2 separate regions of the Mus musculus genome follow, and region 2 is linked to region 1. A link is a contact called in public HiChIP or PLAC-seq data. All regions are on one chromosome and are shown on one strand. The core of a region is the stretch at or near the end of the contact, and the rest is flanking DNA. Distances in the headings are between cores, read along the strand shown.

Region 1 (5,264 bases), core at 775-3,274:
ACCATCCCTGTTAAAAAAGAAAAACATCCAGACATGTGATGCAGAAGGGAGGCCAGAAGTTGCATGTTTGTGTGTGTGTGCGCGCGTGTGTGTGTGTGTGTGTGTGTGTGTGTGTGTGTGTGTATGTGTTGTGTTGTGTGTGTAAGTAAATTTTATCCCTCACATACTGAGGCCAAATCCCTATTTTTTTTCAGTCATGCTGATCTCATCAGACATTCTCAAGCCATTAACACCACACTGTGCTCCGAGACCTACATACAGCAGTCCCTCCAGTCAAAGCCACCTTCCATCTGACCAATATTTTTGCTATTGCTGCTCCTTCCGTTCGTGGCTAGCTTTCCTGAAGTGGTCCCCAGTTCCTATCTTGGTGGCACATTTCCTGCTAGTGCTACGAGCCACTGGTTCTTCTTGATGAAATGCTTCACAATGGTGAAAAGTAAACGGGAGAGAGCAGAGCTCGGAGAAGCATAAGCTTTGCAGCCAGCATAATGATGCCCCAGAGTCATCAGGCAGATCTGAGATGCCCCGTGTTCAGTCACCTCCACCAAGCAGTTCCTGCGCAGAACCCCTCAAAGTGATGCGCACACTGCTTCCTTGGCCCTTCATCTATTGCTAAGTACTACGCCCTGGGTTTCTAGATATGTTTACAGTTTGTGTATCCCCTCCAAAGAGAGCCTGTCCTCTCACAATTCTTGATGTCTGAGTGTCATGTAGGTGACCTGCATTCCTACTTTCTACTTACCCATAATAATGAGCCCAACACAAGCAAGTGCTCCGTAGACGAGCTGGCAGCCAAGACCAAATGGCCTGGCTCAAAAGTAAATACATTGGCAAGCTTGGCCTATGAAGTTCTTCTTTCTGGAATATATATTTAGAAAGGGGGACAATGCGATATTTAACAATGAACAAGAAAGTCAAAAGAAGCTAACGTCCATTTTGCTGCTGTGGCAAGCAGCAAAGTCTTAGCCAGGCATAATTTATGAACAGACAGAAAGTATGTGGAGTGGAGCTTAAGAAAGACTGGTGCAGAAAGAGGAGAGCAAAGCAGACAAACAGGAAAGAGAAAGACCTTGAGGAGAGGACATGGCTGTCTGTCAGTTCCACAGCCTTCTGGACTGATTCCACTTCTGTCGGGAGATCTTTACAATAGTCTTTTCCAAGGAGACGACTTGGCTAGAACAACCCTTTGTTCTGATTAAGCACTAGATAAATGTTACTCTCTTTCCTGATTTATTGATACAGTCAACTATTCGTCTCATCAAACATTCTGACACGCATACTTTAATGCACTGATTCAGTTAAAAAATTCTTGCCCACCTACCATGGGCTAAGCCTTTGCTGCATGCCTTGTTTGTACTGAGCACTGAACTGGAAGCTTCCTAAATTGTGTTTGTGTTTTTCTGGGCACTGGACAGGAAGATGAGAAGAACATAAGAGTGGCCTAAAGGTGACATGGATGTTTAGGAAAATAGAAGAATGTTCATCAAATGGCTAAGAGAGGTCTCCCCATCCCTTAATTCTTCTTTACGCCAGACAACTCCAGCACCCACAATAGAAACACATATAACGTCTGAATTTTTCCTTTGTTTATTCCCCTGTCGATCTGCCCCGCCTTAAGAGAAGATTCAGAGTAGGGCTTTCACAGCAATGTCCCCTGATCCTGCCCTGTGGTTGAGGAATGTGTTTCACTCCATCCCCTGCCCAGTCCCTCAGCCTTTCATATGCCACCACCTGTCACGAGGATGTCACAGCACAACAAAGGACAGCTTTAATTCTAAGGATTATTTTCCTCTGTCGGCTTTAAAAAGGTAGAGGGAAAGCATGCCTGTATTCCCACCTTACAAAAGAGTAAAGTATTGCAGTGACTAGATGGGGGGAGATCGCGGGGCCACCGGGTGTCTGGAAAGGTCTGTAAGATCAGGTTCGCTTTCATGTCCAAATGGGAACCGAGCAGATGGCTCCTCTCAGGGCTGTTTACTCACGCTACAGCTCTGTTTGAAAAGACCTGCTGCTGAGAGCAGAGGCTGGGGCACAGGAGGACGCTGCAGTCACTCTGAGTCAGCCATCTAGGTCAGGGGCTCCAGAGCCACGCTTCAGAGTGGGCGTGGGAGTTGGCAGGCCACGTTAAGCATCTCCAGAGCCTCACAGGCGCTGCCTGCTTCGCCGCAGTGAGATAGAGACCCAGCAGCTGTGGAACATCAAAGCTCCCATCTTTAGGCTACAAACAATATTAGCTAAGCCTGGTTAAGGTTTGTAATTTCCAGTAACAGGGCAGGGGTGGGACAAGTAATTGGCAGCCAGGGCCTCTAATCAATATCAGATTGGCAGTAAATTAGTTGTTTAATTAAATAAAGGTAATTTGTTGAATTGCCAATTATCTTCCCAATATGAGAGACCTCAATTCAATAAAACAAGAGTCTGGTGAGGAGACAAAACTACTCTACAGGCTCTATAACAGCATTTCACCATGAAATCTCCCTTCAGGAGGAGGCTTGAGCCTATAGATACACCAGGACCTTTCACAAGGTTAATGATCCAGACTGCCACCTTCCAACACGATTGCAAAGGTCAAACTGTGGTTCCCTCGGAGCTGAGCTGGCTCCTAGTTAGATTGCCAAAGGATTAAACCTTGTTCCTTCAAACAAGAGGCAACTGAATACTGAGGACTGCGTGCTGTCAGGAGGAAAATTAATTCCTGGGAGACAAGAAGTGTTAAACTCCCTGTTTAACTTAGTAATTATTTAATAACAATAGGCATAACAATAATAATAAATAGTAATTTGATGCATCTTTCTGAAACCCAAGAGCCTTGAGCCGGCAGGCAGAAACAGCAGCTGGGCCTGGCGTGCCAGCAGCCGTCCCAACACTAGATGGCAGCTCGAGCCTGCGTTTGGATCTGTGTCTCCTCTGCAGCTCTCCAATACTTCCCCCAACCGCCCAAGAGATTTTTAGTCCTCTGAATTTTAACCAATTGTGCTTCATCTTTTGTCTCCAGAAGGACAGAAATAGGCTTCCTCTTTCCCTCTAATTGATTTTAAGTTTCCCTTTGTTCAAGCTCTGCTAAAACGAGGAACGAGCCCTATTTTTCAAGGGCTGGCCTGCTTGCGACTTCTATTAAGTGGGCCAAATAATTATACCCCAAAGAGAAACCTGTTCTCTGGAAAGCACTCCGCATTTGCTCCCAGAGCAATGTTTGCTCGACTCCTTGCTGTGGGCACGCGGCAGGGGAGTCGCCGTCCCTGAGGAAGTTTGGGTCTTCTCTTTCAAACCAAATTGCTGGCTTATTGAACATATCATCTGCTCTAAATGCCCTCTCAGACTGGTTAGTTTATCAAAAAGGGTGCTAAGTTTGCCTTTTGGTTCCCAAGTCCCTTTACTGGATGGCTTTTCCCATACTCCTTTTCAAATAACAGCATCGCTACTAAGCACAAACAGCTTCACAGCCCAGTGCAGTCCTGACTTTCCTTCCATACTGAGTCCCTATTGTTTATGGCAACAGTCCAGAAAGCAGGCATAAGCCCTTGGCCATGGCTGCCGCACCCAGTGCTTTGACTGAGCTATTATTACCTTCTGCTTCAAGCACTAGCCTGCATCTCTTCAGGTTGGTGATGACGCTACTCCCCTCAGTTTCCAATTTGAGTCCCTCCCTTTGCTAACTGTCAAGTCCATTTAGCTGGCATTCTCCATCCAGGACTTTCCTGTGTCAGAGCATTTATGAGTCAATAACCTCTAAAGAATAGAAGCTCCCTGAAGGCCGTGTCCCCATCACAGATTGCTCTACTGCCTAGGAGTATAAAGCTGACTAATCTATATGTATTAAATTAAATAAGTACAGAATGAAAAATTTGTAAACTTGCCTCACAACCATGAATTCTCTCTAACATGTATCGAAACATAGTTGAAAAAAATCGAAAGCCGTTGAAAACCTCTGAGTGGCTTACGGGAATCTATCACACCGTGTCATCATTGGTAGTTTTCTGTAAGGGGAAATGGGCATGATAGATTACAGAATCCTGTTCAAGTACCCCCTGCTTAGCAGTGAAGGTATTGTAAACACACTGGTCATTGTTTAACATATCATCTCTATCGACCAATTAGAGTTCTTGCGCTGCCAAGAGTGCCCTCTCTTCTGTTGTCTGTCACTCTCCCCTCACTTTTGTGACTCTATGATTACCTGGCTTTGGCTGACCTCCTTGAGTTCTCTCTGCTCATTCAGTGGCCACTGGGCCTCAGAAATCCACCTAAGTCTTTGTTGGGAAGCCTTCCTTAGATACTGAAGACCCTCCCGATGCCCACTTCTGAATTCTAGTAGCCCTGAACTCCTCCTTATTCGTGACTTTTAAAATCAAGATCCAAACTATGCAAGATGATGGCCTTGCTAGGAACTAGAGTGCACATTCTATACTAACTGGAAATAGAGCATGCATGCGTTCCTTATTCTAATTAGTTCCTTCCTATACAACCTAGCTTCCACAGCTGAAAGCTAGCTACCTAAGGAATGCTTTATGCTATCCATCTTTTATATTTTACAAAGTTTCTAACATGATCCTAGATAATTCAACAACACTCTCCAAACTGGTTCATATAAAGTAGGTTATCCTATGAAATGACTCATCCATAACCCAAAATCAATACCAAAATAATCTATTATCATCCTATTCCAAGTCTTAGAAGTACCAGGAGCAGAACAGAGGAAGAACAAGACTCTAAGAGAGCCCATGTCTGGTGCCAGGAAGATTGTGGGATGACACTTCAATAGACACCCAGTACTTCCCTAGAGACTGCAGCCCAAAGGTAGGACTGCAAAAGGAGGTCATGACAAATCATGACAGTGGCCAGCTCCACCAGGACAGCCTCTGAGATCACAGTTTGTGTGTGTGTGTGTGTGTGTGTGTGTGTGTGTGTGTGTGTGTGTGTGTGTAGGATTCTGTGGCTGACTCGTTTTTAATTGATTAATCTACTCACTTTACAGCCCAATGTCTCACCCTCCTTCCTCCCAGTACCCTCCTACTCTGAGAAGGGGGAGGTCCCTCCTGGTATCACCTGCCACCCAGACTCATCAAGTCACTGCATCCACTCCCATTGAGATGGGACTAAGAAGACCAGTTAGGGGAACAGCATCATTCCCTCCCCGCACACACTCCAGTTGTTGAAGGATCCACATGAAGGCCAAGCTGCACCTCTGCTACATATGTGCAGAGGACCTACATCCAGCCCCTGTTCTCACTTAGGTTGGTGGTTCAGTCTCTTCCTAGAGACTCCAG
Region 2 (5,264 bases), core at 1,338-3,837, 150 kb before region 1:
AGTCTATCTAAAAAAGGAAACTTCCCAGGGAAACAAAACAGTTCTAATAGTACTAGGAAGTGCTGAGAGTGTGTACAAATTTGTGCTGACAAATGGGGAGAGTTCTACAGACCTCACATGGCTTCCAGGTGTACCTTTTTCAGAAATAGTACTAAGACTTCTCTAAGCTCAGTCTCACACACTTTCTAAGACTGTTTATTTCTCTCTGACTGTTGAAGGGAAGCCAATCCTGAACACCTGCACTGATAAACTGCTTAGCACGAAGACAGAGTTTCCTAGTACTCTAACCTCTAAAACCTACACTTCACATTGTCAGTGAAGCTGTGGTTTTTGGCTGCCAGCGTCTCTCCCTGGGAAGGCTGACCATGAAGATTACCCCGCATGCTGCAGTCAGCTCTCCTTTGCCTTGGCTTCTCAGCCTGTGTGAAGTCAGAGCTGCTACTATATGTTCCCAATACTGGTACAAAATATTCCAACACAAATTTCTCCAACTGATATAAGAAACCACAGAGACAGGAAATAGTGCAGCAGCAAGGTAAGGGAGTGAGGGGATACAGTAAAGAAAACCCATAGTGAATGCTTTGCAGAGACTGAACACTTCTCATAACTCTGGCTGCTTTCTGGGCAAGAGCAGGCAGTCACTCAGTGAAAGAAGCAGCTCTGAGAAAGGTCAAAAGAGTGAATTTTACTCTCTCCCTTTTTTCTGTGTCATTATTTTTGTCTACCTCAATGCTATTGATGTTTAAATGAACAAGGATTCAGCTGAGTCAAGCATTCACTGGATGCATTCTTGGTGCATTTTCTGATGCTATAACGATGTACTAGAGAGTAGGCCATTTATAACAAAAGGAGGTCTTTTTTCTCCTCTCATAGCTCTGGATCCTGGGAAGTACAAGATCAAGGTTCTTGAAGTTGGCAAACATTTTATGCTGCATCATAGCATGATAGAAGAGCAAGTGTGTGTGAGGCAGGGAAATAAGTTACACTGACCTCATCATTTTTACCAGGATCCCACTCCCACAATAACTGCATTGACCCATTAATGAGAGTACAGATCTCATAACTTAATGAAGTCCTATCTCAAGACCACCTGAACAGTCTTTAAATTCCCACCTGAGATTCCAAAGCAGCATTCAGATCGTAGGAATGACTATGTGTGTGATTAAGAAAGTCCATATTTTATGCCTAACTCCCTAGGGACAATCACTAAACCCTAGATTCTCTGCCTTCATCCTTTCTTCGAAGGATGTAGAGTAACCGAAAGAATCATCTCCTAGACCCTGGAGACAGAAATGTCTGGCATCACGATACAGCTATTTCTGTTGTCCCATAGTAGAGGAGGTACTTCCATTAATCTTGCTGTCAGCTGAATTAATGTTGAGAGCTCACATTCCCACATGGTTATTTTATCCTGAGCAGCAGGCTTGTAGCCCAGAGGGAATTATTGGGCAAGGCTTTCTCTTTACCTTCCCCCTTTTTTTCAAGCTCTGTTTGAATCTATATCATTATGCATTCACTATTGCGCAATCAGAGAATGTTACCTGCTCGATACCACCCAAATGTCAGCCGCTTGGAAGGGGGCCTCGATGACAACCACAAAGAAAAGAGACTGAGCAGGAAACTAGTCAGGTCAATTAAGAGATGAGCCGCATCAGTGAGGATAGCCAGACTCCCAGCAACGTGTCCACCTGTGAGATGCACAATATCACACTGGGTTAAAGGCTGGGAATGCAATTAGGACTCCTCTGCATATTAGACATAGTTCATTCATACAACTTGGGAAGCAAAAAAAGGTATTGAATTCAAATTAACCCACCTCTTTTTCCCAATTTGAAAAATAACTGAGACCATAACAGTAACTAAATTTAAGCACATAAATATAAATGTTCAGGGCGTCATTTCTGAGGCCATGGATATATAGCAATAGGAATTATGAAGCAAATAGAAACAGCATCTCAATTATGCTAGGCAGGAAGTCTCACGAACGGACCTATAAGTACATATGGCTGTAGATGCATTGGCTAGATTCACGGGGTCTCATAATCCAGGCTGTAGACTTGAACTTCTACCTGGCAAGCAGCATTGCAATCTGGCTCATAGTCTTGCTATTTATTTGTAATTTTACCATAGCCTTTACTGCCACTCTTTGTTGTGCTGAATTACTAGCTGCACTGGAGATCCATGTTATAAATGGTGGGAGAGCAGAACAGAATGGAGAAATGAAGGTATGTCCAGTGGACATACCAAAGTCATGAACAATCTGACGAAGCATAGGACAGAGAAAAGCAGGCCCACACGGCCACCTTGCTTTTCTGGACATTGGTGACTTCCCTCTTTCTCTCCTTTGAAAACACCTCCAGCCTCCAGAAGAGAAATTAAAGGAGTGTTGTGTCCTTTCTTCCTGAGCGTGGCTTCTTTGAGAGCAATAACCTCTATTGCTCTCCCTACCTCTTTCCAGCAAAGAGTGTGTGCTGACTGATGAGTCATTCCTGCCACTGTTTATTGCCTTGTGTACTACAGAGCAGCAGAGACCATCAGTCATCAGACCCTCCATCATCAGACTCACCTTGTCTCGCTTAATGATTAAAAAAAAATTGCATAGATGGCTCATCATTGCAATAATCCCCACAGACCGGTGGCTCGAGCTGTACTTAATAACTGGTTTGTCAAAGTTTAATGATCTGAAGCAAAGTAGTCTTCAGGCGTGTTACAGAGCTGTCCGTGCAAAAATCAGAATGATTCATTAGCCAAAAGGCAACATTTTGCTAACAAATCAGCTGTCCTTCCAATTATCCTCTAATGTTCCTCGATCTGCCAGACTCGGTCCTGATAATAAAGCTGTGTTAATAATGCATTATTTCTTGCCTGGAGAATAACTACATGCAGATAAGCAGCATGCTGCAATTTTAGCCATGAATGATGGGGATTCTCAGTGCCACACTGAAATTGCCCACTAAGTCAAGGCAAGAAAAGTCTTGGAAAAATTCTTTAGCAGGCTCAGCTGGTGAAGAAGCAACTAAGAAAAGAGCTTGCTTTAGAAGAATCATGGTAATTTGGAGACCTGGGACCCTATAATCATTTCCCAACCATCAGAGCTGGTAATAAGAACTATCTAGAAAAGTGTGGGCACTGCTGAGTGATACAGAGCACACTGCATGCAAGAGGTAGCAAGTGCATTTACTTCTGAAAGCATGGGGCATTATTGACCATTAATTCAACTATTCAGCCAGCACTTATAGAGCCCTTGCTGTGCCTGGTAACATGAGCAAAGTACACAAAGGTAAACAAATTACAATCCCTTTCTTCAGTGATCGCCTAACACTGCACTGAAGTCTTGCTACCGGAATGGGAACAGAGAACACTGTGGTATTCAGGAACTTTTCAAAGAAGGACTGAGAATTAGCAAGAAAATTGTGGGTTTTCATGATGCACAGGAACATGGAAAAAGAAATAAAAGAATGTGGCACTTTGCTATAAAAATAGAAGATAATAGATGAGGAAATATCAGAATATTCTGGGAAATGAGATTGACAAAGAAGTTGAAGGCTAGCCTCCTTGCTAAGGAGATCTGCTTAGGACGTTCAGACAATGCCAATGCATATTTAGTTTGTGTTTGTGAGAAAGGTCTTTGTCACCAATATGCAGGCTTACTTGGAGGGACAAGACATTGATGATTAAAAACAAATGGATCTGGAAACAATTATATGATAAAACTCAGAGAGACAAATATCACATGATCTTTCTCATACATGGATCCTAGCGCTCTCTCTCTCTCCCTCTCTCTCTCTCTCTCTCTCTCTCTCTCTCTCTCTCTGTGTGTGTGTGTGTGTGTGTGTGTGTGTGTGTGTGTGTAAAAAGGTATGTTTGTGTGCAAATGTGTACAAGCTATGAAAGTAGAAATGAGACCATGTGCTGAGGGGAAAAAAAGAATTATTGAAGAAGGGGAAGAGAGAAATACAACACACGGCAAGAAAATTGAAAGGAGGATATGGAGGTAGAAGGGAATAATTGAAGAACAGGAGCAGAAATGTGAAGAGGGAACACTGGAATAAAAAAAATGTTGCAGAATATCATAATGAAACCGAATAGTTTGTAGGTGAATTTAAAAAACCCACACAGCAGTAATTGCTGAAAGGAACTATGGAGAATGCATGAAGCAGAGTGTTGTCGGTTCTGTTTCTAGCCATGGCAAGATGTGTGCAGAATGTTCTTATGGCAAGGAAACACAGGCAAAGAGAGGTCTCAACCTGGGAACAGATCGCATAGGCCCTGAGAGCAGAATACTGTCCCTGCATCTCCTGGACATGGACCCCCCTCAGATTTAAACAATTGGCATTTTCCAATAAGAAAGAGATGTGTTGGCAGTGCTGAGAAAAAAAAAACAAAAAAACAAAAAACAATTCACCTGATGATAATAGCTTTTGTGGGGTTTGAATGAGAATACCCCATGGGTTCATATAGTTAAAGGCTTGGTCCCCAGTGATGGAATTGTTTGGGAAGAACTAGGAGATGTGGCTTTGGTGGAAGAGGTGTGTCATTGGGAGTGGAGTTTGAAATTTCAAAAGTCTACCCTGTTGTGGTTGGGCCTCTTGCTGTTTGTATTTTGATGCTAACTCCACTCTCCTGGGAGGGGTTTGGGACAAGAAGTAAGCCATGTACTCAGGTGACTTCTTGTGAACCAATCCCCTAATGAATAAAGGAGCCAATCGTTGAGTGAGTAGAAGGGACTTCCAGGTTGGATCGAGGAAGAGAGAAAGCAGGAGTTAGGCCGTTTTGGACAGGGATAACGTGAGGACAAGATGTAACTACTAATGTCTCCCAGTTTCAATGGTGGCTCTGTCAGGATTCGCTGGAGGATTTAGATTTAATAAAGCTGACAAGATTAGTGTTTTAGTTGTTGTGCCTAGCGACTGAGTTACTGTCTAAACTAAGTTTGTGTTGTGTTTTCCTTCACGTAGTGGCTCATCTGGGTTCAAGAGAGAAAGGTATGGCAGCAAAGCCTGGTTTTGCCTGAGATGTATCACAAAGGTCATGGGAGTTTTGAAGCATGGGGCTGACATGACCCATCAGTAGGAACTTAGCGCACTGGGTGGAGAAGTTTTGGGAGCTCTGGGCCAGAGAGTCTCCAGGAGATAAGAATAAGACATCGAGACCTCCAGGGCTGAGAGTAGCAGGGCATAGCTCAGGAACCTGCCAGTTCATTTTTTAAGTATTTCCCACAACACTACAACATTCCCAATTATGTTTCTCTGCCTTATACTTAT

What was found. HiChIP or PLAC-seq counts read pairs in DNA pulled down with a chosen protein or histone mark.
Region 2: a PDX1 HiChIP or PLAC-seq map of a beta-TC-6 cell line shows a contact between it and region 1, with 19 times the contacts expected there. The contact joins two enhancer-like sites. A contact is called at or near these places in 4 of 484 Hi-C or Micro-C datasets (the G1E-ER4 cell line and nephron progenitors) and 1 of 115 datasets of contacts at active chromatin or transcription factors (a beta-TC-6 cell line).

The regions. Positions count from the first base shown.
Region 1 is chr15:52,158,556-52,163,819 of GRCm38.p6, reverse strand. No RefSeq gene overlaps it. Among named protein-coding and RNA genes, the nearest start is that of Aard, 120 kb to the right of the region's middle. Within about 2 kb of position 2,024, at least 73 of the 459 cell types and tissues checked have an H3K27ac peak or open chromatin away from gene starts, as enhancers often do.
Region 2 is chr15:52,313,699-52,318,962 of GRCm38.p6, reverse strand. It overlaps Slc30a8 (solute carrier family 30 (zinc transporter), member 8), which reads right to left. Exons shown (of 8, transcript NM_172816.4): 3 at 1,542-1,688. Among named protein-coding and RNA genes, the nearest start is that of Slc30a8, 21 kb to the right of the region's middle. Within about 2 kb of position 2,587, at least 5 of the 459 cell types and tissues checked have an H3K27ac peak or open chromatin away from gene starts, as enhancers often do.